Linked DNA regions of Mus musculus: all the other regions are linked to region 1. A link is a contact called in public HiChIP or PLAC-seq data. All regions are on one chromosome and are shown on one strand. Each heading gives the region's core, a stretch centred on a gene start, on an enhancer-like site or on the middle of the called end of the contact. The rest is flanking DNA. Distances are from core to core; before and after follow the strand shown.

Region 1 (6,062 bases), core at 1,212-3,711:
CCCAGGACTTGGGAAGTTGTAGAATGCTAAAGGAGCTGTTTCTCATCTCTCATGACTACTGCTGTAGGTGAGTATGTACGATTACAGCTCTTATGACATCTATGACTCGGCTAGGACAGGATAGCTTCTAGAAGTGAGTGAGCTGTCTAGGTCATCTAATGGCTGTTTTAAGATTCCACGATTGAATGTGCACCTACCATGCCTGGGTAGTTAAGAGTGGTATGAAAGAAAAAAAAATGGAGAGAGAGCTCAGGGGTTACAAGTGCTTACTGCTGTGGCTGGAGAGATGGCTCAATGGTTAAGAGCACTGACTGCTCTTCTGAAGGTCCTGAATTCAAATCCCAGCAACCACATGGTGGCTCATAGCCATCCATAATGAGATCTGACGCCCTCTTCTGGAGTGTCTGAAGACAGCTACAGTGTACTTACATAAAATAATAAATAAATCTTAAAAAAAAAAAAAAAAAAAAAAAGAGTGCTTACTGCTGACAGCCAGGGCTATACAGAGAAGCCCTGTCTCAAAAAAACAAAACAAAACAAAAACAAAACAAACAAAAAAGTGCTTACTGCTTTTGCAGAAGACCCAGGTTCGATTCCCAGACCCACATGAGGCATCTCACACCTGCATGTATGTACATAAACTCACATAGGCACAAGCATGCACACATTAAATAGACATTTTTTAAAAATGAATTTACCCCACAGACCTTTCTTAACCACCTAATGTGTGCCAAGTGGTCCCACCCAAGTCCCTGAAGACAAGCCTGAGTTTGGCCCTTCAGTTTTGTCAGTCCCGAGAAAAGCAGGCAGGCCCTCCGCAGTTATGCCTGGCTTGCTAGTAAACAAGCCGGAGTTAAGCCCCTCACCCATATCTCTGGTCAAGGAAAGAGAAGTTTTGGACAGCACACACCTGAGCTAAGCCCACACTCTTCCTGCATTCTGGGTCTGCAGTCAGATTTAGTGCTCCAGCCTGACAGCTGTCAATCTGCAAACTGACAGTGTCTCGTGAATTATTCTCCAATGACTCAATACCTGGTGCTGCACAAATGCTTGCTTCTGACATTAGTAATAATGGCATTAAAATAATACGCCTGTATATTCATGGAGTCCCTTCCTGTACACCATGTGGAATAAAAAATAAAATAAAATAAAAGTCTGTGGAGGATGAGTTCAACCCTCCCCAAAAGCTCCTAGGTCTCCTAGGCAAATGTCAAGGTTTCTAAGGTGTCCTTGTGCATGCCCCAAGGCTTCGTGTTAATCGGATCATTTTATTCTTTCCCCCAAACTCAGTGAAGTGTATATAATTGCTCCTATTTCGCAGATGAGAAGATTGAAGTTTTAAATCTTCCTACCAGTGTGACCTTGGACAAACCGTGTAGAGTTGCGGGCCTCCAATCTGATGTCAGGCCCTGAAAACAGTTTCCAGAATGCACAGTTGCATTTGGCGACACAGAACACGGACTCCGTCCCCGAGGCCAAGGAGGCCAAGCGTATGGCTCCCTATGGGGTCTCGCTCTCAGTCCAGGCCCAGGTCCCTGTTCCTGCGGCCTAAGTCCACTCAGGGCAGCCCGTTCCGCCCGGGAAGACACTGGCATGCGCGGGAGGGACCCGGCGCCACCTACTCCGGGCGTGGGCCGGCTAGGGCGTGTAGGGGCTGGGGGATCCAGGGCATGGCCGTGCCTGGAGTTCGTCCTCTCGGCGGAGGAAGCTGGGTCTGCACAGGCCCTTGGAGCTGGTGGGGAAGGGCTTGGGCCGTGGGAGGGTCTCTACCAGATCCACACCGACGGGATCTAGAGCCAGAGGGCGCCGCCGGGAAGGTCACCTAGACCCGCGGCCCGCCGGGCCTCCACGCGGCCGCCCTTGCCCTTCCGCTCCTCGCATGTTCGAACCGCCCCTGGCTTCCAAATGCAGGTGCTCTGAACGCTCGAGCTAGAATCTGGGAGATCCGCTCTGCGCCCGCCCTCCAGGCCTCCTCTACAAGCCCGCTGCCCCTCCAGGCCCGCAATGATCGTCCCTGGTTCACCCTTCCCGGGGCCAAGCGCTTAGGCCCAGCGCCCTCGCCCGAACCTCCCTCGATCGCCTCCCTGGAGACTTCCCAGGAGCGCGACCCGAGGCCCTGGGGACTCAGGCATAGCCCAGGCCCTCTCCGCTGCGCCTACCTCGGAGGCGGTGACGGCGGGAGCAGCGGCAGCTACGGCGGGGGTTGCGGCGAGGAGGCTGGGAGCGCAGCGAACGGGCCGAGGGCGGAGCGGCGCAGATCGCGGCGGCGCGGACACGCCCCAGCTCTGCGCGCCGGACCCCGAAGCTCCGCCCTCGGCTCCACCCCGGACAGCGCCCAGACCAGTCTCGGGGTCTTCTTCCCACTCGCGAGCCGCGCTCTCGCCCTCTGCGGCTCTGTGATCATGTGTGGCCGCGCGTAAAGGCCTGCGTGCACTCTGGCACGGGGCGATAGGGAGGCGTGGGTCTGACGTGCGTGAGGTGTGTGCGTGCGCGGGGACACGCGGGTCACTGTTGCAGCCTCCAGGCTGCTGGAAGCATTTGGGAAGAGGGGGAGGGGAGCTTCCGGCACACAGAGCGGTGGCCTAGGGACCTCAGCGGATAGTGTCGCCGGAGTCGCCGAGGCTGCAAGTCACTCGGAGGCCCAGTGGGGACACTGGGCTCTGGAAGTGGCGCTGTATAGGTCAGAGCGGCTACTGTCCCCTCTGCTCCAACCTTGATTTCCGGAGCCTGCGACACGCCCGCGTGCGTCAGCGAGTCAGTTGCAAATTAAACTCTCCCGAGAGCCGGCTCCGCACTGTAAAGTTGCGTGCAATCTTCCCTAGTGTCAAAGCCTCTTTCCGCCATTTCCCAAGCATTTAAGAAATTAAAAAAGACAAAGTGGGTTTGTGAGACTGCGGAGTCTCGCTACGTGAGGTCACGCGGGTTCTGGATGTCTGCTTTCCTGCAGTGTAGAGAGGGCGGACACTTTTTCCCAGCCTGGTCTCAGCACGTGGCCTCCTGCCCTGTTGAGCGTGCCACACCAAGACTAACCAAATCAGGTTTGGAGAGTTTGTGAAATCACATGTGAGTGAAGACTTCACACCCTTTGCCTTCTACTAACAGACGTCCGAGGAGAATTCAGGCATTTGGGGTCCAGTAGAGGAGACGCCAGGTGGTTGCTCACAACCTGCTGTAGCTGAACAAGACAGCTGGGCATCCGCAGCCACTCTAGATTGAAAATGCTGTTCCGTGGGCTAAAGGAAGGGAACCAAGAGAGAGAGAGGCCGAGGAGAGGGAATGTAAGGGGGCCTAAGCCCATATCTAGTTAAGACTATGAGGGAAAGCCCTTCGAAATAGAATGTGGGCAAACAGATAGCTCCGTGGTACAGGGCTTGCTTTGCATTAGAAAGAACCTGTTCCCAAGTCTGCAGCTCTATCTACCCGGCAACAAACACCCAGCCCATTCCCGGAGTTAAAGCCAGGCAGGGAAAGCTGCTGAGTCACAGGGGCGTACAGGGAGGCAGAGTCGGAAGGACAAGACCTGGGGACACAAGATTTGTCTCCAAGAATCTTAACACTTGACCCAGAGCCCTGATGCCCAGGGCTGTGTGTCGTGGGTGGGCAGAAAGTCTGGCTTCTCGGAACTTCGCCCTGAGAGTCTTTCTTGGTTTTTTTTTTTGTTTTGTTTTATTTTTTGGGTTTTTTTTTTGTTTTTGTTTTTTGTTTGTTTGTTTGTTTGTTTTTTCCCGAGACAGGGTTTCTCTGTATAGCCTTGGCTGTCCTGGAACTAACACTGTAGACCAGGCCGGCCTCGAACTCAGAAATCCGCCTGCCTCTGCCTCCCAAGTGCTGGGATTAAAGGCGGTGTGCGCCACCTCCGTTCAGCGCCCTGGGAGTCTTGGTTTTAATTTAAAATGAATGGAGATGCAGAGGACTGGTAAGGCACTTACCTAAAACTCAGCGAGTGGCTTGTGTCACTTTTGCTGGGGAGACAGACAGCTATTTGCGGTAGAGAAGGCACAGATGACAGATTAAAGAATTCCACCCAAAGTCTACGTCGGCAAACCAGGGAAAGTGTTTAATTTATTTACAAGGTAACTCAAGGTAACTAAAAAGATCACCCCAAAGGCCCCCAACTAACAAACCTGCATGCATCCCTGGACCAATGCATGACTTATCAGCAGCTCAAGAGTTCCCTCTCCAGCAACTGTTGACTAGAGGGACCTCGTGAGTCCGATAGCTGGACTTCCCAAGCCATGTATGTTTTGGGTTTTGTTTGTTTGTTTGTTTGTTTGTTTTTAACTTTCTAGTGCTGAGGACTGAACCTGACTTTTATGAATCTCTTTCCTTCCAGAAGGGAAGGTTTTAAATCCAAAGAATTAGCCACACAAGAAAGGCAAAGAAAATCAGCCAGAATAGGGAGGAGACCTGGGAGCCCCTGGGATTGAAATCCAAGTGCACCAGAAATGTTATTCATTGATCTTTCTTCCCAGTCACAGCCTGCAGGGAGGGGAAAAGCAAGTCACCTTTTTTTTTTTTTTTTTAAACTGGACTCTGCCCAGCCTCCCCTCTACGGAGTCTGCCAAAGCTGATTGGCCTGAGACAGAAAACCTGATCCAAGCCTGGCCAGTCGGGTTCTTACTTGCAGATTCAAATTAAGAAATCCAGAAGCTTTAGGGAAACAGCAGGATGTCCTGAGTCTGCCAACTCCTCCGGCAGGCTTGCATCTCTGTTGGCCCAGAAAAGCAAGCAGAACACTGTGCAGTTGCAAGACGCTTTGAGCTCATTTCCTCATGGATCCCCCTCCTGAGTTTGGGGTCCCCAGAGCTACTTCAGTTCCATGTGAGTCCAGAGATGTCTTGTTGACTTGTGGGGATGGGCCAGTCCTGACCATAGTCCTGTTGGGGGTAAGTGACCCTATGTCACTTTTGTCCTGACCATAGGTCTGTTGGGATAAGTGACCCTATTTCACTTTTGTCTCATGCACAGGCTTCGTTGGAGTTGGAGCTGACAAGTGACAGAGTCCTCCTGCTCTCTTTCCCCTGACTCTGGGGAGGAATCACTGAGACCCTGGAGTTCTCTAGCTGTGAAAATAGACTAAAACTGACGCTAGGGTTAAGATTAGCTGTGCAGCTAGTGTGCACCTGCATCTGGCCTCTCCTGCTGTTTGCCAGCTACCTGAGTAATGGGTTGCTTGCTTGCTTGCTTTCCTTCTTTCTTTCTTTCTTTCTTTCTTTCTTTCTTTCTTCCTTTCTTTCTTTCCTTCTTTCTTTCTTTCTTTCTTTCTTTCTTTCTTTCTTTCTTTCTTTTTGCCTAATTTATTTACATTGTATTTTCTTTTAGGTGCAAAATCAGTTGCAGTCTTCCTTTGCACAGAACAAAGTAAACCATCCAGAGGGGATGCAGTTTTCTCTTAATAATGAAATGGTCTATGCGTGTGAGACTATTTTATTTCAGAGGCTGGATCAGAAGTTTACTGTATCCTTGGCTACATAATGACCTCAAACCCAGCCTAGGTTACATGAAACCCTGTCTCAAAAAAAAAAAAAAAAAAGTATTTTTTTTCTTCACCTTAGGGAAGTTCTTTCTTATACTAGGTCTTCTTTTAAAAAATTATATTTTAAGTTTTTGTTTATGTGTGCATGAAAGACCCACAACGTGAGGACTCCCCCACGTTCTGACTCAGGAGAGGCGACACCCCAAATCACACAAGAAACGGTCTTGCTGCAAACTGCAAGAGGACTCTTATTCAAGAGCGCTCTCGGGCCCACGGTCATACACCACGCAGGGGTAGAGGACCGTGGCACCCCAAGTAGCTGGGTAAGGGGGTATTTAAAGGAAGAAACCACAACTCAAGGAAGTGGGGAGGGCTTTGTTGGAAAATACCAAAGATACCAGTTAAGAGTCCCAAGGAAGTACAAAGTCACAAGAGTCACAAGGAATACCTGGTAATTATTCCTGTTATCTCTCAAGACAGTTTCTAAGAGCCCCTAACAATAGCACATTTGCATAGCGGGTTCCAGCAATGGTCAGGGTGACTTTCTGTGAATGAACACTCTTTGAACCCAGGAAGCTGGCGGGTG
Region 2 (6,062 bases), core at 1,238-3,737, 490 kb after region 1:
GATGTGGGTAAGCCCCACAGAAGAGCCCATTCCCAGCTCCAGCGACCGTTCTCCTTTAGGCCTAGGACCTGCTCCCAACAGCCTGACAGGCTCCTGAAGGGGAAATACCCAGCTATTCCCGGGGCCTAAGCCTTCTCGGGGTGACATTGACAGGCAGGTAAGGGACACGGTTGGGCCAAGGGTCTTTCAGCCGGCCTGTAATCCACCATAGTCCTGGTCTAGGTAGGGCCGAGGGGAACCTGTGGGTCTTTGAGTGGCTGGAGGAAGATGCTGGGAGGGACTTGGTGGGGTCCCGAAAACAAAAGCCCACCCAGCAGTCAGGAGTTGTGGCGTCCGGATAGCTTTGCTACTGTGTGCACCCTGTGGCGAAGACATCCAAGCCCAGGTGGGAAGTCTGGCAGAAAAGCGTTTAGGATCTGGGTGAGGGGCCAGATTCAAGGCTCTAAGGCCAGACTGGACATGGCACTCTATGAGACTGCAAGGAACAGTGTGAAGGACGCCCCACCTGAGCCCTGGGCAGTACATGAGGTGGGCCCTACACCAGAGGTGGCACCCACACAGTGATGTCAGTGTCTGAGGATTCCCTGAGAAGACAGGTTGCCAACTGTCTTAGGTATCGTTCTATTGCTGTGAAGGAAGAGACGCCATGATCACAGCAACTCTGATAAAGGAAATCATTTAATTGGTTCTGGCTTACAGTTCCTGAGGTTTAGTCCATTATTGTCATGGTAGGAAGCATGGCAGCCTGCAGGCAGACATAAATGGTGCTAGAGAAGGAGCTAAGAGTTCTACACCTGGATTGGCAGGCATCAGGAAGAGCAAGTGAGCCAACTAAGTCTGGCTTCTGAGACCTCACGGGCCCACCCCCTCCTGATAAACGTCCTTCAACAAAGCCACACCCACTCCAGCAAGGCCACACCTCCTAACAGCGCCACTTCCTATGGGCCTATGAGGCCATTCCTAGTTGCCAAGCCAGATATGATAATGAGTACCAGAAGGCTGAGGTCGGAGGATGGGCAGTATGAGGCCAGCCTGGGACACATCTGGCCCTGAGCTCTGTCCCTTCTGAGCCTTTGCTCACTGCTCTTGCTCAATTGTGTCCCACCCTACAAGAGGATGTACTGAAGTCCTAATCACTGGTACCTGCAAGGTGACCCTACGTGGAAGCCAATTTAATACAGTTAAATTAGATCATTAGAGTAGATGGGCCCCTATGTAGTATGACTGGCATCTTTATAAAAACAGGAAAATTGAAAGCTGAGTGTAGCGGTACAGTGCACCTGTTATGCCAGCACTCAGAAGTCTGAGGCAGGAGAATTGTAAGTTTAAAGGTAACCTGGGTTATACAGTATACATAGTAAGTTCAAGGCTAGCCTGGGTTACAAATGAAATACAGTTCACTGGGCGGGGGGTGGGGGGGGAAGAAGTTTTGGGGGAGGGGGAGGGGGAGGGGTAAGGAGGTGAAGAGAGAGAAAGGAGAGCATGAGGTGAGAGAAAGGGGAAGGAAGAGATGAGGAGGGGAGAAAGAAAGGCATGGAAAAATTGAGTATGAGGGAGGATGATTTGGGTAATACACAGAAGAAGAGGAGGGAGAAGAGGAGGAGGAGGAGGAAACAGCATGTGAAGACACAGAGACACATAAGCAGGCACAGAGGAGACAGCGTGTGGTGGTGAAGGCAGAAACCACAGAGATGTGGCCACAGGCCAGAGAATGCTTGAAGCAACCAGAAGCTGGAAGAGCCAGAAGCACCCTCCCCTGAGGAAGGCATTAGAAGGAAGAGGTCTTGTCAACACTGATTTCTGGCTTCCAGATTCCAGAGAATAAATTTCTGTGACTAACTCTTCCTTTTGTTGGTTCTTCATGGCATCTGCCTTATGAAGGTAACATACCCAAGCTGCCTCTGCCTCCCGCAGTGAACCCCTACCCTGCCCTTTGGCAGGTTCTCTTACTGACCATCCCCACCTGCCCCACACATCCTCCCCTATGCACCCCAACTCTGAGCCCCTCCTGCTCAGTAAGTCTGTAGACTTGGTGGGTATATTGGTCTCATTGAGACTGCAGGCCCTTGGAGGGCAGGCTCTGACCTGCAGTAAGATGTGTGAGTGATACTCAGCACACAGTAGGTGGATAAATACCCCCACAGTAGGTGGGTAGTGAGCCCTGTGAGTCCACTGTAAGCACCATCTACATGGGCAGAGCCTGCTCAAGCGTGGGTTAGGGACACAACAGTCTCTTCAGAGGGCTTCTGGCACCATCTACACAAGCCATCCTCAGCTCTTCCACTCCCGGGTTCCCTCCTGGACCTGTGTGACTCTGAGGAACTTGGGGAATTCCTAACCTCCCCTTTCAACTGAGCCCTTGGCTCTTGGAGTTAGCCACAACCTAACTACTCAGGTCCCTCCAACAAGGGGACTGTGTCTGTGGCTGGATGACTCATGCACACTGCTCCATCCCGCAATCTTGGGCGGGACTTGGGCTGGGGAGGATGCCAGCCAGCTCAGGCTAGGAGCTTGCATCCTGTTGCCCCAACCCAGCCCTACCAGAACAGAGTGTACTCAGAGCTCCAGGACAAAAATCTGGAAACAGAGAGCCGGCTCTCATTTGGACCGAGATCTGAGTGATGAAAAGAGCAGGCAGAGGAAACAGCAAGTTCAAAGTTCCTGAGGTGGGAATGCGCTTGACACAACGGAGACCTGAGAAGAACACAGCAAAGGCCGTGTTACATCTGTCTGTGACTCCAGCCCCCAAGGATCTGGTCAGGACAGACATAGGAGGACTCACCTGGATAATCCAGAGCCATGGCCCATCACAAGCTCCTTCTTTTTTTTTTTTTTTCTTTTTTTTTTTCTTTTTTTTTTTTTTTGCCCCAAGACAGGGTTTCTCTGTGTAGCCCTGGCTGTCTTGGAACTCACTCTGTAGACCAAACTGGCCTGTGAACTCACAGAGATCCTCCTGCCTCTGCCTCCCGAGTACAAGGGTTAAAAGCCTGAGCCACTACCACTGCCCAGCCTAACTAAGCTCCTTAACTTTTTAAGAGTTATTTTTCTTTCTTATGTATGTGTATATGGGGGAGGGGATGCACAAGGGCATGGGGGGGGGGGGGTCCCTGCAGAAGTCAGAAGAGGGTGCCAGATCCCTGGGAGCTGGAATTAAAGTCAGTCATGAAACATCCAAGATGGACACTGGGAACTGAACTTGGGTCCTCTGCGAGAGGAGTAATGGTCTTAACTGCTGAGCCATCTCTAGGCCCAATGTCTGGTTTTGTTTTGTTTTGTTTTGTTTTGTTTTGTTTTGTTTTGTATTTGGGGGTTTTTGTTTGTCTGTTTGGTTGGTTTGTTTGGTTTTTCTTGAGACAGGGTTTCTCTGTATAGCCCTGGCTGTCCTGGAACTCACTCTATAGACTAGGCTGGCCTCGAACTCAGAAATCCTCCTGCCTCTGCCTCCCAAGTGCTGAGATTAAAGGCCCGTGCCACCACTGCCCGACGCCAATGTCTGTATTTTATTCATCTCTGCAGAATCTCTTTTGTCTCCTAACGGAACATCATCCCAGATTCTGGGAAGTACACTGAAGACAATGGGGTGGGTGTTGTTTCTCTCCTATGCCCTTTACATCCTCCCTACCTATTCAGATGTAACCATGATCTACCAGCTCATCACAGGCCACAGCTTAAACCTCCCTCCCCTTTGTCACATCTCCACCATCAACCACACCCTTCCATCTTTCTCTTCATCTGACACATATCTTCCAACCCTTCAGTCATCTAATAAGCAGACTTTAAAAGGTCAGTTGAGGGGCTGGAGAGACAGCTCCGTGGTTAAGAGCCCTAGCTGCTCTTGCAGAGACCCTGTTTTCCGTTCCCGGGAGCCATGTGGTGGCTCACACCCATTCATAACTCCAGTTCAAGGGATCCAATGTCATCTCCAGATCTCCTTAAGCACCAGGGACTCCTGTGGTTCACACAGAATCACAACCCTTGTGCATGTCAAATAAAAATTAAATCTTTTTAAAAGTGCCTTTACCTCTTGGACCTCAGGGTCCCTTGACACACTGTCATTGTCAGCCCATGCGTGCATTTAACTTCGTCACCTTCATAAGGACTCTTTCCTTCTTACTTGTTTGGTGACATGTGGGTCTTGCTACATAAGCCGTGCTGACCTCAAACTCACACATTTGAGGAGCCACCCTGCCTCAACCTCCCAAGCTCTGGGATTAGAGAGATGCCCCACCAACCCTGCGGGGACCATTCTTCTCTAGACTCACTCCAGGCTGCTCTAGCTGCGTCTTACTTACTATGCATAAATAATGCAGACTCTCTGGAACTGGATGTTGATTTTAGATTAAAAACGTGGGTTTAAAACGTATATCTGCTAGGCAAGCACCGTGTGCATCAAATCACAAAGCCTCAAGTTAGATGGAAATTATTTTTAGGTTGTCTGGGAAAATAGCTCAAAAGACGGAGACTCCAGAGACATGGCCTTAGGCTTGTGTGGGCATGTGCTGATAAAGGGCAGACACAGATGCATATGTACGAGTACTCTCCCCCTTCCCTCAGCCCCCACACAAGCATCTCCTTGTTGGCTTCCCTTCTCTTCCCCTCCCCTCCCCACCCATCATCCGAACAGAGCAGACACGTGTGAGCAGCAACTTATGTCCTACCTCATCTTGTATCCTGTTTCCCTTTCTTCTTCTCTTTCAAATAAACAGGGAGGCGCACACCATACATACATGCCAAGACGTTTATGTGGAGGTCCTAGGACAACTTGAGTGAACCAGTTCTCTCCTACCAAATAGGTCCTTGGATTTTAACTCAAGTCATTGGGCTTGGCAGAGGGTTCCTACTGAGCCATCCCTCAGGCCTCTGGTACCTGCTTCCCTTAAGGAATGCTTGTCTATCAGGGACTGGACACAAATATCTACCAGCTTTTGCTTAAGTTCCAAGAGCAAGTGGAGATCAGGAACATAAGAAATGGAGTGTCTAGGAACAGACATCGTCTAGGGTGGCATGCACTGTCCATGCAACCCTCTTTGTTTAACCTGCAATATGCCTCTCCTGCCCAGCCTGCATGCCAAAGTACTTTCCAGACAATATTCCTACAACTAGCCTAGATGGGCATGAGCTCAAGAACAATTCTCTTGTTCCCATCATCTTCCTGATGAGGGCATCTAGTGTGACTCCACCCCAAGCCTCTCCCTGAGACTCTAGCTAGACCTCCACCACTCCCTCTACAGCCACGGGTCCTGGATATCCAATGGAAAATGACCAAAGGAAGAACACTTGCTCCTTAGTCCGACAAGAAGGTTTCAAAGGAGTCACCTTGCATGCTGAAGCACTTCCCACAGAAGGAGGTTGGTCAAACCTGGGACTGAAGTCTTGAGTGGAGTGGGGTGCCTTGAGGACTGGTGGGCCTCACCACTTTTGGGCTCACACTGAGCCTTGACTCTATCCTCCTACCTGCTGGGCTTTGTCTTTCTTCCCTCCTGTAGTACAAGGATCTACACCTCTATAACCTGATGTCAGGGAGGGTTTAGGTCTAGAAGGCCTAGATTCCAATCTGAGCACAGCCCACACCAGGATTCACCAGCTCAGCGCCCAAACCCTGGCCTAGTCTTCCCATCCTTTGCTACCACCCAGGCTGGACTTAAACTTGCTCTGTGGCCCAGGACAACCATGAACTTCTTTTTAAAGAATTATTTCTATTACATTTACTTGTCTGGGTGTGGATGTGAGTGTAGTTATTCCTTCATGCATCACAGAACGCAAGCGGAGATCAGAGGATAACTTACAGAAGTCAGTTTCTTCCATCATGTGTGCCCCAGGGATGGAGCTCAGGTAGTCAGGCTTGGTGGTAGGTGCCTTTACCAGCTAAGCCATCTCAGCCTCCGACTTCTGGTTTTCCTGCTCCTACCTCCGGAATACTAGAGTTACAGGCGTTTGGCACCGTGTTCCGTTGATTTGGTGCTGGGGACTGAACACGGGCCTTTGTATGCTAGGCATACACCCAGTCACCTAAAAAACACCCCAGCCCTGAATGGGTTCTTAGTAACTGTCCGGGTAATGAA
Region 3 (6,062 bases), core at 1,080-3,579, 440 kb after region 1:
CTACAACCATCAGCCTTTCCTGGAAGGATGTCTGGTATTGGAATTCTCTCATTTTGCAGAGGCCCTGGGAGATTAAAGTGATTTTTGCCTAAGGTCATGATTTTCTGAGAGGTCCTTTTATCTTAGACAGGGCCAGGTCAAACCGTCTCCACCACAGAGTAGGGTCCCATCTCACCATTTCCTTTTCCCTCCCCTCCTCAGAGTTTCCCATGACTCAGAGCCTCTCAGATCTGCAAATACGGGTCACTGAGACCAAGGGACACACTGAGGCAGGGATGCATGGCAGAGATGAGGAGTGGCTCTCTTTCCGCCTATCCTGTGGGTCTCTAGACATTAAGATCACAGGGCTTAGCAGAAAGGGGTCAAAGGGGATGGAAGTGGGAGAGTCTGGGAAAGTTTCCATCTCTGCAGCTGTCAGAACCAGCCTTCACTTTCAAGCAGACACTGCTTGGCTGATAGCACAGGGGGCTGGGCCTGAGAGGGCATCTCCTCTCTGCCCTCTGAGTCACTTCTTCCCTGGGACACTGTTCATCCCATTGGTGCCTTTTGTGTGGTTTGTTGTTTGTTTTGTTTTAAAACAGGGTCTTACTGTGTAGCTTCAGTTGGCCTGGAGTTCTCTATGTAGACCAGGCTGGCCTTGAACTCACAAAGATCTGCCTGCCTCAGCCTCCAAGTGCTAGAATTAAAGGTGTGTGCCACCATGCCCTGCTACTCCACTGGATTTTGCTTTTTGAACATTTGGAAATTAGTCTCTCTCTCTCTCTCTCTCTGTCTCTCTCTGTGTCTCTGTGTGTGTGTGTGTGTGTGTGTCTTTCTCTGTGTCTCTCTCTCTTGTCTCTCTGTGTGTCTTTCTCTTTCTCTGTCTCTTTCTCTGACCCTCTCTCTCTCCCCCCTCACTATGTAGACCAGGCTAGCCTAATACTCACCTGCTTCTACCTACAGAGCGCTGGGATGAAAGGTCTAGACTAACACTACCTTTCTGTGGCACTGCCCTAGTCTTGACCCCGCCCCTGTAAGAGCTAAGGGTCTGGGCCTATTGCTGAACAAGAAGATCTTAGGTCTCAAAGATTAATCTGTAAACATAGAGAAGGCTATGAGGAAACTCAAGAATGGGGCACTTCTGACACCAAGGCAGGCTGTCAGCAAATGGACTAGAGAAAGCACTCCTGCAGCTTTGATTTTTTTTTTTAGAGAGAGAGAGAGAGAGAGAGAGAGAGAGAGAGAGAGAGAGAAAGAGAGAGAGAGGGAGTTTCTCAATGTTGCTCTGATTATCCTGGGACTTGCCCTGTAGACCAGACTGGCCTAAAACTCAGAGATCAACCTGCCTCTGCTTCCCGAAAGCTGGAATAAAAGGCGAGCGCCACCACCCTGGTCAAAAATAACACATTTTTAAACAGAGTTAGCCCCTAGGCCCCGGGCATCTCCAGGTTCCTGTTTTAGGAAGATAACATTGGGGGTCACCCCCTATCACCTAGCATAGTGTCACTTGGGACAAAGATGTTTTGCTTCGAAACTACAGTCCAGCCACTCAGTAGTTTGGACTCTCTGTGCCTCAGTTTCCTTATCTCTAAAGGAAGGTAAGTTATCACAGAGAGTTCTCCGCAAGTACCAGCCTTTTGTCAGTAACTTCACACAGAAGGAAGAAAACCCTTGGGAATTGCTGTTCGTTTGAGAAGCTGGGCGTGGTGGGCTGGCCTTCCCGGAGCAGAGGGGGCGGGGCGTCCAGACAACCTCCCATCCCCACCCCCACCCCCCCAACCCGGTGCTCTCCGACGCAGAGCTTCCTTGCTGCTGGCGGGAGCTGAGTCACCATGTAGGCTCGCCTGGTATCCTCGTCACTGGACTTCGTAGACCTGAAAGTCCCGAATCTACCCTCCAGGCTAATCCACTTTGCTCTAGGTGCCTCCAGGAATTCTGGAAATGCTCCGAGGGGCCCACGGGTTTGGGGTGTGGAGGAAGCAGAAAGCCTCATTCTCCTCTGTCTAGAGAGAATTCCAGGAAGCCCTTGGGAATCTCCCTGGCACCGCTGGGCACCGAGCCTATCTCTGCACCTCTTATCTCAGCTTCCCTCGGGGGCAAGCTCTGTCTCTACCGAACCCCCTTGAAATGCACCTGCCTCAGAGTTGGAAGTGCTGCTCCAGGCTTAGAGAAGGACGCCAGAAGAAAGGATGCTAGGAACAGATGAATATCAGAGCCTTCATGGGGAGGCCGGCGGCTAGGGCTCCCACTGGCCCCGCCTGTCCTCTCCCAGCCCCCAGGACTCCAGGGGAAGTGGTGGATGGGGGAGGGGAACCAGGCTGACAGATTCTGTAAACAGAGCCGGTTTGGGCCTCAGCCAAGGACTGGGTGTCCTGGCCCAGCCTGGGTGTGAGGCCCATCCGTGGCTCTCCAGGACACCCCGCCCTGCCCAGCTGCCCGGGGGTGCCAGGCCCACAGCCAGCTCCAGCCAGGATGTGTCTGAGTTTTGGGAAATAGCCAGTTCCCTTCTGGGGAATGGGATTGAGCACCGCGGGAGGTGAGATGGGAGGGGCTTCTCCATAAGAAACGTCATTCATCTGTCATTTACAGAGTAAAAAGTTCAGGGATCCAGGCAGCTTAGGTTCTTCGTTTTTCCCAGACGCCAGTGCTGGGTTGTCGCCACACCCCCGTCCCCACCTTCAGTCTCCTGTTTCTTTCCTCTGTTCGAGGTAGAGTCCTAGCTAGAGAAGCTGACCAATGGGTCACCAGTTCTGAGAGAGCTCTTCAAGAAGCGGTCCCACTCCCTGTAGGTTCTTGCCAAATGTGGTCTGCGGTGCCCATGACCTCAGAGAGGCAACTCAGATGGGAGAGGAAGCCCTGGAGAGGGATGTTGGGGGAAAGGAAAGCTTTTGGGGTGACTCAAGCTACAGTGTGAGAAGGGGGGAGTCCCTGGTGGTTATTTAAAGATCTCAGTACCCCCAGCAGGTGGAGGCCGCAGTGGGCAGGACAACTTATATCCTCAAATGAGGACAGGAGTGTCTGTCCACCACCCACCCACGCCCACCCTACCCTCAGGGGGAGGAGAAGGGAGGGTGACCAAAGTCTCCAGGGGTAACCCCAGGACTTTACAGTGAGGATGACTGCTAGGGGATTCTACAGATAAATGATCTATAGCTGGGGATGTACCTCAGTTGTTAGGACACTTAAGGCAGGAGAACCTGGGTTCAATTCCAGCAGTGCATAAAATGGGCACAGTGACTCAAGCCAGCAATCTCAACATCTGGGAGGCAGAGGCTCAGGGTCAGAAGTTCAAACCTATTACTGAGCTATATCCTACTATGTGGGGAGTTTGAGGCCAGCACTAGCTATTGATTCTGTCTCAAAAACAAAACTAGTCAGAGAATGATATGGGAGGCAGGGGCAAATAAATCTCTGTGAGTTCAAGGACAGCCTGGACTACATAGAGGGTTTCAGTCCAGCCAGGGAAACCCAGTGAGAGTATCTTAAAATAAATAAATGAATAAAATTAAAACAAAACTAATGACCCACACCAACAGGCCATTTACTACTGACTTTCTCAGAGTCTTTAACCTCTTTGTCCTCTAGGAGAGAATTGAATGTAGAAGACCCTTTTTCGAGTTTGTTTTTGTTACCTTAAGACAACCTGCACTTTTGTGGGAAAAGGGATTCTCAATTGAGGAATAGCCTCCATCAGAATGGCCTATGGACATGCCTGTGGAGCATTTTCATGATTACTAATTAATGTGGAAGGGCCCAGCCCACTGTGGGCGGTGTCATCCCTATGCAGGTGGGCCTATGTTTTATATAAGAAAAGTAGCTGAGCGAGCCAGGTGGGAAGCAACTACTAAGCAGCAGACCTCGATGATCTCTGCTTCTGTTGCTTTCTCCAAGTTCCTATCTTGGTTTTCTTTGATGGTGGACTGTAAAATGTAAGATGAAATAATCTCTTTGCTGGACAAGTTGTTTTGGGTTGATATTTTGTCACAGCCTCAGAAAAGCACAAAATAGCCTCCTCTCTCCATCCCACCCCCAATCCCCAATCCCTTAGAACTTGTTTGAGTCCCGATTTGTAAACGTGCCTTACTTGCTGGCTCTGGCCCAGATGGAATGAGTGAGTCTATACTCACAGGCACTGAGAAAGCCAGACTCAACGGCTACCTCCTCCAAGGTGTGTCAGCCTGGGCAAAGCCGGGACAAAGAATAGAATGCTAAGAATGAGACTGGTAGGTGATAGGATGGCTGTGATTCCAGCACATGGGAAGCAGAGGCAGGAGGATCAGGAGTCGAAGGGCAGCTTTGGCTACCTAGTGAATTTGAGGTCAACGTGGGCTACACGAGACCCTTAAACAAACAAACAAACAAACAAAGAGTTTGACAGACTTGGAAAAGTTCTAGGTCCTACACCCCCATCAGTTTCCTTCTCAGCTCCAGTCACCAATTCAGCATCCAAGGCTCTCAGTTTTCTGCATGTTGCAGAACCAGTGGTCTTGGTAGATACATACTAATCTGAGGTTGTAGACTATGGCAGGGGGTGTGGCTTGAGGCTGTATATAGAGTTGATTCTTCTACCAAGACATAGCCTAAGCTAGGCCCGGCAAGGCTTCACATGTAAATCCATGAAAAGCATGGGCCAAGGCTGACCTCTGATGTCAAGCTCTCTTCACTTCAGTAAGGCAGCTGGGGGTACATTGCCCAGGGGTTCCTTGATGAGATAGGGTGACACCACTAGGACCTGTGCCTCTGCTTGGGGGGCGGCAGAGGGTGTCTAGACAAGCTGCAGAGAAAAGAGAGTGAAGACTTAAGTTACCCCTGAAGCATCTCTTGGGGCTTCTGGTAGTGCCCAGAGCACCAGGGAAGGGGCTGTAGAATGGAAACTTTAGCAGGTAGTAAGTGTGTGTATATGGGAAGGCGGTCTTGGTCAGTCTTCATTCTCAACATGACTGGATTTGGAATACCCTTGGGTAGATCTTTGAGGCAATTTCTAGGAGGGTTTAACTGATGAGAAAAGGTCAACTGGGATGTTTGGAATAAGAATGGTGCCCATAAGCCCACGTATGTGAGTGCTTGACCCCCACCCACTGCAGTTGGTGGAAATGTTTGGGAAGGATTAGGAGGTGTGGCCTTGTTGGAGGAGGTATGTCACTGGGAGTGGGCTTTGAGGTTTCAAAAGCCTCCATCATTCCCAGTAGGCCTCTCGCTCTCTCTGACTCATGCTTGTGGATCTGATGTAAGCCCTCAGCTACTGCTCCAGCACCATGCCTACATGTCTGCTGCCATGCTCTCCACCATGGTAGCCATGGGCTATAACCCCCTAGAACTGTGAACCTCCAACTTAAATGCTATCTTTTGTAAGTTGCCTTAGATGTGTTTTTTTCTCCTGGTAATAGAAAAATACACACACACACACACACCCCACTCTATCATGGCTGGATAAAGAGTAAAGATGGAGAAAGGAAGGGAGGCTCTGGCAGGCATCTTTTCCTGTGGTCTGCCTTTGGATACAATGTGGCCTTGCATATTCCTCCTCCATCATAGACATACCCCCTCAAACTGTGAGCGGAAATAAATTCTTCCTTTCTTAGGTTACTTCTGTAGGTATGTTGTCATAGCAACTAGAGGAAAGTAGTAAGGGGCATGAGGAAAATGGGCTGCCATTTTGCTAGGTCCCCTCCCCCACAACGGCTTCAAAAAGCAGTGTGTGCTCCCTTCACCCCTACCAAACCTGAAAGTTGCTCTTGGAATCCACACACTTCAATCTGGCAATGCTTCCTGGCGTTAAGAAGAAAGGGGTTAGTGGGAGTGGACATCATGAGGGAAAGGGTCCAGGCCAGGATGGATGTGGTTTTTTTCAGGTGGCTCCATTTCAGTGGCAGGTGACTGGCCAGTGTCAGGGAAAAGGGCTGATGAGATAAACTGAGGAATGCCACAGTGTCTCTCATGGCAGAATAAACAGCTCTGCTTTCATTCATTCTCCTCAGCCTCCATGGCTAGCACAGCCTCCAGGATGCTCTCTCTTTCTCTGTGCCTTCCTTTCTTGCTTGCCTGCAGCTTCCCATCAGCCCATGGTAGCTTTGACTGACGTC
Region 4 (6,062 bases), core at 2,064-4,563, 330 kb after region 1:
AACATTTACCATTTCTGGTTGTCTTTACCTTTCTTTACAATTATCATTATTAAGTCTGACCCTTGTTGGGCACAGTAGACCTTTAGTCCCAGCACTCACTCTGAAGGAGGAAGCAGGCAGATATCTGAGAGTTCAGGCCAGCCTGGTTTATATAGTGAGCTCCAGGACAGCCGGAAACACACAGACCCTGCCTAAACAAAACAAAACAAAACAAGTCTGACTCTTTATTTCGCCTACTTTTTCAAAGCAACTGGTTACTTCTACAAAGATCTCCCGGTAAGTGTCCTCACAAACAGCCCCACCCCTTAGCGAGCATCTACATACCTTCCATCCCTTTCATCTCCTTCGCCTGCACTGTGAATGGCAGTTCAGGGAAATGGAATTCTTTCCTGTCGCATTTGGGAAAATTCAGCTTTCTTTTGTTCCCACTCGATATTTGGTCATTCTGACCTGTTCGCTCATTAAATGCACCTTTCTCTGTTTGGACCTAGACAAACAAGTACCAGTTAGTAAGAAGAACTGTGGGTGACACACAAATCAGCAGACCAGAGCAATACTAACACTGAAGCAGCCAGACTCCCAGGGACATTTTCCAAGTGAGGTTTTTAGTCCATTTACTGTTCTTGATTTAGAAAACCACAATCTTGACTTTGTTGTTGTTGTTGTTAAAGATAGGGTTTCTCTACGTAACCACCCTGATTGTTCCTAGAACTCACTTCTGTGGGCCAAGCTGACCTCAACCTAACAGAGAGAGGTCTTCCTGCCTCTGCCTCCTGCATGCTGGGATTAAATGTGTGCAGCACCCCTACCCGGATGTTTCAACTTTATGCTATTATAAATAATGCTGTGCCTTGAATGTTATAAACTGATTGTACTATGTAAAGAAATGATGGGCGAAAAAGAGAAAGATATGGCTAGTACTTCCAGAGTAAGGAAACTCCATCTATTAACTACCTAGAAACTCTATCTAAATCCAGGAAAATATTTTTGAAAGAGAAAAGCACGTCTTGTGATTTGTAAAGATGGAAGCCATACCTTAGTAAACAATTTAAGATAAAGAATAAGATGGTACAGATACAGCTCAGTGGTTAAGAGCAGTTATTGCTCTTGCAAAGGACCAGGGTTCAATTCTCAGCACCCACATGGTGGCTCACAGCCATGCACAACTCTTAGTTCCAGGGGAACCAATGCCCTCTTCTGGTCTACATGAGCACCAGTAGGTAATCACATATAAAATAAAATACATCTAAAAGAAAAATGCTCGCTTGGTCCCTGCAAAATCTTGGACTAGTTCCAACACAGGTAAGAAAGAAGGGAAAAATGGGAGAAAGGATAGGAGGGAGAGAATGTTTTTCAAAGATTTATTTTGCATACATTGGTGTTTTGCCTGCATGTATGTCTGTGTGAGATCCAGATCCTCTAGAACTGGGGTTACAGACAGCTGTGAGCTGCCATGTGGGTGCTGGGAACTGAACTCAGGTCCTCTGCAAGAGCTGCCCATGCTCTTAACTGCTGAGCCATCTCTCCAGCCCTGAAAGGGATTTTTTTTTTAATGTGAGAACTTACAGAAAAAAAGATAGATGTTTAAAGAGGCCATATTTTATTAACGTATTCATTGCATGTTTGTGTGTTCATGCTCTGACATGTGTACATGTGTGTGAGGGTGTACATGCACAAGCTTATGGAATCCAGAGGTTACAGTGGATGTCTTTCTGGATAGCTCTGACCTTATTTTTGAAGACAAGGTTTCTCAATCTACCGGGAGCTCATTGATTTGGCTGGATTGGACCCTCCTCTCTGACTCCTCAGCATTGGGCTCACAGGCATGGACTACAGGACCCTCCTCTCTGACTCCCCAGCGTTGGGCTCACAGGCATGGCCTACAGGACCCTCCTCTCTGACTCCCCAGTGTTGGGCTCACAGGCATGGCCTACAGGACCCTCCTCTCTGACTCCCCAGTGTTGGGCTCACAGGCATGGCCTACAGGACCCTCCTCTCTGACTCCCCAGTGTTGGGCTCACAGGCATGGACTACAGGACCCTCCTCTCTGACTCCCCAGTGTTGGGCTCACAGGCATGGACTACAGGACCCTCCTCTCTGACTCCCCAGCGTTGGGCTCACAGGCATGGACTACAGGACCCTCCTCTCTGACTCCCCAGCGTTGGGCTCACAGGCATGGACTACAGGACCCTCCTCTCTGACTCCCCAGCGTTGGGCTCACAGGCATGGCCTACAGGACCCTCCTCTCTGACTCATCAGCATTGGACTCACAGGCATGGCCTACAGGACCCTCCTCTCTGACTCCCCAGTGTTGGGCTCACAGGCATGGCCTACAGGACCCTCCTCTCTGACTCCCCAGCGTTGGGCTCACAGGCATGGCCTACAGGACCCTCCTCTCTGACTCCCCAGTGTTGGGCTCACAGGCATGGCCTACAGGACCCTCCTCTCTGACTCCTCAGCATTGGGCTCACAGGCATGGACTACAGGACCCTCCTCTCTGACTCCCCAGTGTTGGGCTCACAGGCATGGCCTACAGGACCCTCCTCTCTGACTCCCCAGTGTTGGGCTCACAGGCATGGACTACAGGACCCTCCTCTCTGACTCCCCAGTGTTGGGCTCACAGGCATGGCCTACAGGACCCTCCTCTCTGACTCCCCAGTGTTGGGCTCACAGGCATGGACTACAGGACCCTCCTCTCTGACTCCCCAGTGTTGGGCTCACAGGCATGGACTACAGGACCCTCCTCTCTGACTCCTCAGCATTGGGCTCACAGGCATGGACTGCCGTGCCCAGGTTTTCACAAGGTGTTGTGGATCCAGATTCCAAGCCTTGTGCTTGCTCGCCTAGCACTTTACACACCGAGACATTTCCCCAGCCCAAAGTTCGTATTTTAATACTAGTATCTTGTCTTACTTGTGTGGGACCTGTGTCCTCTTGTCTGCTATTAGACAAAGTCTGTCCAATAGTTTGTGAAGAAGTGCGTCTCTTTTTTGTTCTTTCAGTTAACCTATTAATTAAAAATAAATGAGAAGTGATTAGAACCTCCCAGAATTGTCCTTCTGTTAGTGTTAAGAACAAGTAAGTAAGTTATATACAGTGGGCCAGGCTATAAACACCAAGAACATTGGCACTCAAGTGGCTGGCTGAGGATATTTATTTATTTATTTAGAGACAGGGTTTCTCTGTGTAGCCCTAGCTGTCCTGAAGCTCACTTTGTAGACCAGGCTAGCCTCGATACTATTAGAACACTGAGTCTCAGAAAACACTTTTGAGTCTGAAGTTCTGAGAACTCTAGACCAGGACAAGCATTGCGTGACTAACTGCTGGTGAAGACGTCAGGAAATGACTCTTGGGGCCCATTTGTTCCCTGTACCTATTCTAAACTCGGACCATTTAACTTCTGGAGTTCTGCATTTTTAGACTTGTCTGAGACTGGCTTACAACCATGGTTTACTGGCAGTGCATCTCAGAGATCACCTCAAGAACACTTAGGTTACTGCAACCTGTGGTCCAATGTGCCTTTGGACTTACAGACAAGTCCACTGGCTGATCCAGACAGACTGCTCATCCTCACAGCCCATAGCCTAAGTCAGTCTGCCGGCCTCTGGTTGGGCCATTGGTACCTTCTAGTGTAAGTCTGCAAAAAGACCTGATGTCTACACTGTCTCTCACCAGTCCCCAACCCCAGCAACCTCACTATCAGTCTCTCAATCTGCAGCAGAGGCTCTAAACCTACAACTGGCCTGACACTGCTTTCCTACCAACAGCCTGACAACTGAAAGGCTATTTGCTATGAAGGCCTTATTCTGGACTATTCTTTCTCCATTGAGAGAATCTGCTATGAGGCAGAAATAAAGCTATCTTTGCAGTACTGAGTGCTATGGTTAGATATAGTTTGCCCTCCAATGGTCCGAATACTGGAATTTTGTTCCCAGTGTGCTGTGGTGAGAGGGGTGGAGCCTGCAAGTGGTGAGGACTCTCAAAAAGGAGGTGACTAAATCTCAAGATGGATTGATGATCTTTTCCTTAGGAGGCATTCTTGCACTTGAGGGATGCTCCATAAAAGAGGGTCTTGGGGCGGGAGAGATGGCTCAGATGGTTAAGAGCACTGACTGCTCTTCTGAAGGTCCTGAGTGCAAATCCCAGCAACCACATGGTGGCTTACAACCACCCATAATGAGAGTGTCTGAAGGCAGCTACAGTGTACTTACATATACATAATAAATAAATCTTAAAAAAAAAGAATATAATTTCTCTAGGCCGGGCGTGGTGACCCATGCCTTTAATCCCAGCACTTGGGAGGCAGAGGCAGGCGGATTTCTAAGTTCGAGGCCAGCCTGGTCTACAGAGTGAGTTCCAGGACAGCCAGGGCTACACAGAGAAACCCTGTCTCGAAAAACCAAAAAAAAAAAAAAAAAAAAAAAAAAAGAGTGTCTTTATAAAGGACCCTGGCACCTTCCCTGAAATCTTTCTCCTGTACTGGCACACACGTTATTCCTACATGTGGTCAGTTTCTTGCCTCCTCCTTTGCTATGATGTAAAACAGCCAAGGAGCCCTTGCCAGAGCAGTGGCATCACGCTGCTGGATGCTCCAGTCACTATAACCATGAGCCAGACAACGCTATGAAGCAGCCTATGTCCATACAGTATCAGTTATTGGCATAGCAATACTAAGTAGACTAACACACCAAGGCACATGGATGCCAAAAACTTAAGTGAAACCATCCCTTTTCTCTTCAAATAGAAGATATTTTTCTTTAAAAAAGATATTCCAGGCTCAGCCATTGAGAGTACTGTCCATGCACAGGACCTGGGTTCAGTTCCTAGCACCCATATTGGGTGGCTCACGATAGCCTGTAAGTGCAGCTCCAGGGGATGCCCCATGGCCTTCATAGACACTGAATGAATGTGGTGGTGCTCATACGAATACTTAGGGACACATACAGACATTTTTTTTTTTTTTTTGGTTTTTCGAGACAGGGTTTCTCTGTATAGCCCTGGCTGTCCTGGAACTCACTTTGTAGGCCAGGCTGGCCTCAAACTCAGAAATCCGCCTGCCTCTGCCTCCTGAGTACTGGGATTAAAGGCGTGCGCCACCATGCCCGGCAAAATAATTATTTTTAAGTCTATCCCAAAGATATCAGTGAGCAATTAAATATCTAAGTTGGTCATGATGGCATACATCTGCAATCCCATCTCTGAGGAGGCTGAGGCTGGGAGACCACTATCTGAGGCCAGTTTGGGTTACAAAGCAAGTTCTAGGATAGTCTGGACTCTGTGGCAATTTGTCTCAAAAAAAAAAAGTTTAATACCTATATAAATAAGAAAAAAACTTCTCATTTAACAACATTCCCAAGAACTCCTCAGTGAATGCCCTGCTACTACACGATTGCTACCCGAGAAGACCCTTTTCAGAGTTGGCCTACACTGTCACTGTCCAAGTGGCCTGCAATGCACCAGACAGGAGGACAGTTGACTTAATCAAGTCTCCTCTCACTCTAGCTCACCGTGAATTGGGGTGGGAAAGGTTTGAACTGAGATTTGCGGCCAACAAATTACTGCTTGTCAGGTTGATAGGTGGCATTATCATACAACCCCCAGCGTGTGGGTCTTCTTTGACACCGTCAGAATTCTCACTGGGATTGAGAGGGTTTGTCAGTTCCAAGACAGAAGGCTTCTTGTCCAGTGATGAGGGCTGTGTGTCATCAGCTGTGCCCTGCTGGCGGTGGTCGCCTTCATACTCTGGCTTCTTCTGGTCTGGGACATCTCCTTTGCCCCCTTTGGCCTTAATGACTCTGACTTTGAGCTCCTTGGCCCTTTTGTCTCTGTCCACTTCCTAGAAGAGGAGAGATGTAGAGAATCTGCTGTCATTAGCGTCCTAAGCCTGTGCAGCTACACAGGCTGAAACGAAAGGGCAAGGAGGAGCTCACCTTGCCATAAAGTGATGGATTTCCATAGAGCAGGGTGTTGGTAAAAACTGATTTCTTCTCATCTCTCACAGGTTCATTTTCTTTAAAATTCTCTTTTGGCTTTATAAATGAATTAACCTTTGCTTCCTGTAA
Region 5 (6,062 bases), core at 992-3,491, 300 kb after region 1:
CCATGCACATTTTCTCCAACCCCATACACTCAGAGCACTTCCCATTGCTCTAACCACAGCGGCATCAGTCAGGAGACAATGCAGGAGAGCCCCTTCACCCCAAGACCTCCACCATGACTCATGCCAGCCCATTCTAGCCAACTAATAACACACTTCGGTATTCCCAACACTCAGGAGGCTGACACTGGAGGAACATGAGTTCAAGGTCAATGTGGGCTGTGTACTGAGTTCCCAACCAGCACAACAATAGCAATATCTAAACAAAACCAAACTCCCACCTTACAACTTCTTACCTTGTCTCTCCTGTTCTTTCCCAAGATGCCACAGTAAACAGTCTGGCCTGGTTTCCCTCCATGTACCAGCCTCTCCCCCCACCCCCACCCCCCATAAGCCCTGGTGCTTCACCACATGCCTCCTTGTGGATGGCACGTCCCTTTCACCTATCCAAGTATCACTGAGGGCCAATACTGCTCATCTTCTGAGATCAGGCACATTCAGAGTGACATGGTCATTGGTGAGTATCTATATATCTTGTGACTTAATGCTCTAATTCCTAGCAATTTAAATATCTCCAGATAGAGGACTTATAGTTTTCCTCACATTTAAAAATATCTCAGCTATTATTTCTTCTCCCCCTTCTCTTCCTTCTGGAGTACAAGAGCATGTTCCCTTAATATTGTCTCAACTTCACTTTTCCCCGTTTTGTTATTTTTTGTTTGTTTAATTTCATTTTGATCCTTATCATCTAATTTGAGTATTTTCTACTTGTCTTAAGGAGATGTATCATTTCTTTTGGCTTTAGAAAGCTCCATTTGGATTGTGGGGTATTCGGGGGGATGTCAGACCAGGGTATCATGCATGCAAGACAAGCATAGTCTTTGATTCTTTGGTTTTGTAAATTCCTCCCCTCAGCATAGTTTGTCAGCTTGACAGCACAAAAAGCCATATGGCAAGAAGGGGACTTGCCACAGAAGACATCTGTCCAAGGAACTGCAGTAAGAGTGAGAAAGGAGCCAGAGGCAGCTGGAAGGCCGGCTGCAATGCAGATCAGACCTGTGTGAAAGGGGAAAGACTCCAGTAGCATCCTGTGTTCTCCGGAGGAGGAGAACCTTCTGGTTCCTGAGGAGCCAGTCAGGGATGAATGCAGGAAGTGTGGCCTCAATGCAAACTCAGTATTGCACTGCAGGGTGCAACAGTGAGGCTATCAGGAAACAACTTCTCCCCAAGTCTAAGAGGTACGTTTTGGAGGCCCCCAAATATCCACCAAAATACATTTACTCCAAATTTGGAGAGAGGGTCATTTCCATGGTTCCCATTACTTTTTCTTCCTGGGGAGAATTCAGGAAACAGACAGCTGATCTCAGGCCAGCAGCTCAGACCCCAGCTGTCTCATGGTCCACTGAACTAACAACTGGGTCTTTACAAGCTCTCAGGGCAAATATGATGGTGCAGAAACCTCTGTTTCCAAGTCTCCTGACCCTCTTGGCAAGAGTATCTTCCCAGTTGGAGGCTGCCTTGTATGTCCATTCAGTTAACGGAACTGTGAAGTAACAGCAAGAGACACTGACATGGCTACTTTTTGTTCACACATACACCACTCTGTCCTCTTCATGTCACAGGAATGAAGTGGAATCATAAGGGTTCTAAGGAGGGTCAATTGTGCTGGCTGGTGTTTCGCTGGGGCAAGCACATGAAGGAGTGTTTTCCTAAGTGGCCTAAGACAGACTCGTGAAGGAACATTTCACTGAAGCAGACACAGGTGAAAAGGATCTTCTGCTAAAGCAAGCACGTGAAAGGACATGTGATGGGTTCTTTGCTAAGGACAAACATGTATTGGTCGGCCTTACACTGGAGTTGAGCTGCATTTCTTGGGATCCCATAGAAAGAAATGCACCAAAAAAACTTCTTGGTGTGCCATTATCTAATTTTTTTTCTTGTCGATTTCAAGGACTTGGGCTGATTGGCAGAGTGATGTCAGCTGAGACACACACATGTACTGAAGCAAGCAAGGCGAGTGCTGAGGCAAGACCCATGGAGGACACATGACGTTTGGAGGAAGTATAAATAGAACTTGATAGTGACAGAGGCTGAGCTAGGCTTGCTTATAGAGCAAGCTGTGAAATGCTGTAGGTCTCGAGTCTTTGCTGATCTCTGCTTCACTGAGAGAGACACAGCTGAGTACAACTCTTGGCATTCTGGGTCCCTCATGCTGCTGATTCGTGCTGAGGCTGAGGCTGAGGCCTGGCTGTCTCTGCTGGGTAGAGCCACCACTGCTGATTCATATTCGCTATCCTGACTCTACCGAACTGGACTGCTGATGTATCCCTGAAGTGTTTGTGAGTGGATCGAGCTGCTGCTGCTGACCTGTAGGAGCTGTTCCAAAGAACCTTTCTAAACAGGTCCACTTCCCCCATATCCTTTCTTTCCCACCACCTCTGGTGGGTGGTGGGCTAAAAGGGAGGTTAAAGCACTTAAGAACCATCATTAAAAGTAGACTTTGGGGCTGGTGAGATGGCTCAGGGGGTAAGAGCACCCGACTGCTCTTCCAAAGGTCCGAAGTTCAAATCCCAGCAACCACATGGTGGCTCACAACCACCTGTAACAGAGATCTGATGCCCTCTTCTGGTGCGTCTGAAGACAGCTACAGTGTACTTACATATAATAAATAAATAAATCTTTTTTTTTAAAAAGTAGACTTTGAAAAAATTAAAAGGTACACCGTAGTCCTGCCCAGTTCTGCTGACTACAGCAGCCTGTTCTTATTCTGTCAGAATGGTGACTTTCTTCCTGTCTGCTAGTCTCTGGACACAAGAAATGCCTTGGCAGTTATAACTTTTAACTGGGAATCTTGCTAGGACTTGACAGGAGCATGCCCTTTTTTTTTTTTTTTTTTTTTTTTTGAGATGAGGAATTCCATGTCTCCAAAGCTCAAGATTATAGGAATGGGAACACAACACACTCTAAGTGGTGTGTGAGCCCCTATGTTAGGAGCGATGGTCACTGGAACTACTTCTGGTCCCATGCCTGACTCCCACACTCAAGTATCTTGCCTGTTGGATAAGTACTCTAAAAGATCTCTGACTTAGTATACAGCCCACAGAATAGCCCATCATTCTTTGCATTTCCTCTGATGTACAAAGGCTGGTCCAGCATCTCACAAGGCTGGATGCCTTAGGATGGGACTCTGTGTGACAGTACCAGAAGAGCCCATGATCAGGAGCCACTCCCCATATCCCCATCTCCTTCACTGTGAAGAGGTTCAGTGTTGTAAGGTGTATGATTCCATGTCTAAGGATTAATTATAACCCCCAGGCAAGAATTCACGTGCAGTAGACACGGCTATACACAGGCTCTATATTATCACTGTGAGTATGAAATCTGAGTTCTCCCAGGACAGAGGAGGCTCACATGAAGGACTTGGTTGTTGTTCTCTGGGAAAGCATCAGTCTCTGTTGCCATGGTTTTCAGAGCTTACACTACTGTTCAGCGGGGCTTCCTTGTGGGCATGCTGGATGGGTACTGTCTTCTGTAGCCTCATGTGGAGCACAGTTCTCTGTTTGGGCATTTTTCCTAGCATGTCTGCTCAGAGTTGCTATGCCATCCTCTGTCATTATACATGCAGTACAGGCCTTCCCCTTTCCCTGAGATTTGAGATCCTTTTCCAAGTTTCTTAGAGCCATCTCAGTGGCAAGTCTGCCTTCTCATCTACATCCTGAGAAAACGTGTTAAAAACTCAAATTGTCTTTATCTTGCCATACATTCTCATCTCTGACTAAACACCCTAAACAACTAGTTCCAGGGTTCTTCCTTCCCTGGCTCCTGTCACATGCAAGCTACATCTCTGGATTCTTTTGTTGTTTCTTCTTTCCTCAATCAGGTCTGGGATGTTTTCACTGGAGCTACACTTGGATTCAACTTAAGTCCTTGACATAGCATAGCAGTAAGAAGTCAGGGCAACTGCTGAAGCAAAGAAAACTGGGCTCCTTCAAAAGCCCACAGAAACCAAGAGCTGCTGCATCAGCATCCTTGCATACATCCACCTAGATGTCCCCATTCTGTGTTTCTGAGTTCTGGGCTTTCCCTCCTCTGGTGTGCTGGGCATTCAGAGCCTCTGAAGTTCTACAACTCTAACAATTACACCTCCCACCCCGACCCCGAACACTGTACAGCTATTTGGTGTTCTGCTGAGATTCCATAAAACTCCAAGGCCACTGGCTTTGGCCTCAACTCCTTTGAGTCTGGAACTGGAGAGATGATTTGACACTTAAGGAAGCCTGCTACTCTTTGCAGGGACCCTGAATTTAGTTCCCAGCACCCATGTTGGATGGCTTAAAACTACCTGTAACTCCAGAACGAGGGGGTCTGACACCCTCTTCAGGCCTCCAATAACACCTGCATGCACAGACCCACACACATAAATCTTCAAAAGAGCTTTCAGTCACTTGTCCCTTGGCAAGGGCCAGCAGAATTCCGAGGGCGTCAGCTCTGTCTCTGTGGATCTTCTCTTTCTCCTTTCAGTCTTTCGCAGGCCTCTTGATCACACCCAACACAGAATTCCTCTCTAATACAACACCCTTCAGTCATCATTTATGAAATACTTTGTAAGCTCCAGTTTGTGCCAGGATCTATTTATGGCTCATGTGACAATCAGAATGATGTTCATTCTGTCCACCCCAAGGTGTGTCAGCCAGACTCAGATCCCAGCTTAACATTTATTTTTCTTGGCACCAATGTATTGGCCTCCATAGTCTGATAAACGGATCGAAAGTGAGAACCCGTAATTCAGGAGATTTGCCAAGGAAATCTGTAGGAAACCAAGGAAAGCTGTAAGGGAAACTGGGAAAGGAGCTAGGGTGCCAGGTCGAGGCAATGCATTGCGAAACACATCTGGCTTTGCAAGGGAAAGAAAAGTTGAAGGACAAAGACCTGGGCTGTGGGGCAGTTTGAAGGCAGGCTGGCAATGCTGATGACGATGACTGCAGTCAAGCTTCTGAAGTCCACCCAAGAACAAGCCTGCCTTGGTATCCCTGCAGAGCTCTCCCTTTATGAATGCTCTGTCTCCATTCACTGCTGTGGTTCAGCAGCTGCCTCTAGGCAGAAGCCCTCTATGACCATAAGGCTCACCCCTCCTGAGGCTGACTCTCCTCCACTCAGTGCCTGCGATACTCAGTTCAGATGTCTTGTTCTCTGTTACCAAGCAAGAGTGTCATGTAGTTGCTCTCTCATGGCAGAAACAAAGCTTCTTACTGTTCTCAGGAAAGTGTGTGTTTTCTTAATTTAGGAATACTTTTATCTTGTTTCCGTCATTCGGTGTTCTGGGAGTTCACTGTCTTTGACTGGCTTCTTAAAGTACAGAGTTAGGTCCCCAAACGCTGTGGATTCTGTAAGTATCCCCAAAGGCCTGTGTGCTTCAAGACTTGGTCTTGCCAGGTGTGCTTGGGGGTGTGTGGTTGTGGATTGCCACTAGGTAGAACCTGATGGGAGGAAATGAACCCATGGGGGTGCCTTTGAAAAGGATCCTGGGGTCTCCCACCCAGTTCCCTGCCTGCCAGGGGGGAAGCTTGAGCATGGCAGGCAGATGTCCCAAGAAATCCCTAAGTGCACCTGTTCACCCTGCCTTCACCCACCGAGCTGCAGGCACTTCCTCACTTCTCTTCTTTGAACATGTAGACTGTCAGTGCACTGGCCACGCCACTGTCTTCTAGCTAGTTATCAATTTCTATCTTAATCCTTGTGTGGCCAGAGGCAATATTCTGAATGTTTCAAGACTTTGGTGACGTTTGTTTTATTGTCATAAAGCAGTTTTTGATCAACTCACCACATACAGTTAAAAGTGCTGATGTTCTAATCTTGGTTAGACAGAGCTCTGCTGCATCCATTGGGGCTCCTTCATCAGCTGCTACTTTGGCCTTGCATGTCATTACTGGTTCGAGTTCACTTGTTTTACGGGCTGCTGGGAGAAGTGTGTTTACTGTAGACTGTTCTGTCTCCATCCAGTTCTGTTTCTGCATTTTGTGTTCTGAAACCATGTTATTCAGCAAACACTACTTTAGGATTTAAAT

Evidence for each region. HiChIP or PLAC-seq counts read pairs in DNA pulled down with a chosen protein or histone mark.
Region 2: a FOXA1 HiChIP or PLAC-seq map of pancreatic cancer cells shows a contact between it and region 1. The contact joins the enhancer-like site here to the promoter of Vdac1 in region 1. A contact is called at or near these places in 1 of 484 Hi-C or Micro-C datasets (Sertoli cells) and 10 of 115 datasets of contacts at active chromatin or transcription factors (T-cell acute lymphoblastic leukemia, acute myeloid leukemia, bone marrow-derived macrophages and 6 more).
Region 3: a contact with region 1 is called in an H3K27ac HiChIP or PLAC-seq map of extraembryonic endoderm stem cells. The contact joins the enhancer-like site here to the promoter of Vdac1 in region 1. A contact is called at or near these places in 6 of 115 datasets of contacts at active chromatin or transcription factors (double positive thymocytes, extraembryonic endoderm stem cells, memory CD8 T cells and 3 more).
Region 4: an H3K4me3 HiChIP or PLAC-seq map of bone marrow-derived macrophages shows a contact between it and region 1, with 2.6 times the contacts expected there. The contact joins the enhancer-like site here to the promoter of Vdac1 in region 1. A contact is called at or near these places in 1 of 39 promoter capture datasets (hippocampal neurons), 5 of 115 datasets of contacts at active chromatin or transcription factors (the 230-238 cell line, the SCID.adh cell line, bone marrow-derived macrophages and 1 more) and 2 of 9 other capture datasets (liver and pancreatic islet).
Region 5: an H3K4me3 HiChIP or PLAC-seq map of bone marrow-derived macrophages shows a contact between it and region 1, with 5 times the contacts expected there. The contact joins the enhancer-like site here to the promoter of Vdac1 in region 1. A contact is called at or near these places in 1 of 39 promoter capture datasets (the C10 cell line), 1 of 15 datasets of contacts at CTCF or cohesin (the NIH/3T3 cell line), 4 of 484 Hi-C or Micro-C datasets (CD4 T cells, double positive thymocytes, erythroid progenitors and 1 more), 9 of 115 datasets of contacts at active chromatin or transcription factors (the SCID.adh cell line, acute myeloid leukemia, bone marrow-derived macrophages and 6 more) and 1 of 9 other capture datasets (liver).

What each region holds. Positions count from the first base shown.
Region 1 is chr11:52,357,250-52,363,311 of GRCm38.p6, reverse strand. It overlaps Vdac1 (voltage-dependent anion channel 1), which reads right to left and starts at 2,461. Exons shown (of 9, transcript NM_011694.6): 1 at 2,160-2,461. It overlaps Gm51894 (a long non-coding RNA gene), which reads left to right and starts at 4,730. Exons shown (of 2, transcript XR_003949674.1): 1 at 4,730-4,821; 2 at 4,969-5,404.
Region 2 is chr11:51,870,871-51,876,932 of GRCm38.p6, reverse strand. No RefSeq gene overlaps it. Among named protein-coding and RNA genes, the nearest start is that of Gm39820, 4.1 kb to the right of the region's middle. Within about 2 kb of position 2,487, at least 205 of the 459 cell types and tissues checked have an H3K27ac peak or open chromatin away from gene starts, as enhancers often do. A contact at or near this core is called in T-cell acute lymphoblastic leukemia, acute myeloid leukemia, bone marrow-derived macrophages and 2 more, where this site is marked.
Region 3 is chr11:51,912,493-51,918,554 of GRCm38.p6, reverse strand. No RefSeq gene overlaps it. Among named protein-coding and RNA genes, the nearest start is that of Gm39822, 18 kb to the right of the region's middle. Within about 2 kb of position 2,329, at least 316 of the 459 cell types and tissues checked have an H3K27ac peak or open chromatin away from gene starts, as enhancers often do. A contact at or near this core is called in extraembryonic endoderm stem cells, memory CD8 T cells, pancreatic cancer cells and 2 more, where this site is marked.
Region 4 is chr11:52,026,787-52,032,848 of GRCm38.p6, reverse strand. Cdkl3 (cyclin-dependent kinase-like 3) reads right to left here. Exons shown (of 14, transcript NM_001166654.1): 8 at 5,931-6,062; 9 at 5,508-5,836; 10 at 2,914-3,007; 11 at 325-487. Among named protein-coding and RNA genes, the nearest start is that of Cdkl3, 26 kb to the right of the region's middle. Within about 2 kb of position 3,313, at least 7 of the 459 cell types and tissues checked have an H3K27ac peak or open chromatin away from gene starts, as enhancers often do. A contact at or near this core is called in bone marrow-derived macrophages, where this site is marked.
Region 5 is chr11:52,052,375-52,058,436 of GRCm38.p6, reverse strand. All of the region lies in intron 13 of Cdkl3 (cyclin-dependent kinase-like 3), which reads right to left. Among named protein-coding and RNA genes, the nearest start is that of Ppp2ca, 43 kb to the left of the region's middle. Within about 2 kb of position 2,241, at least 10 of the 459 cell types and tissues checked have an H3K27ac peak or open chromatin away from gene starts, as enhancers often do. A contact at or near this core is called in acute myeloid leukemia and bone marrow-derived macrophages, where this site is marked.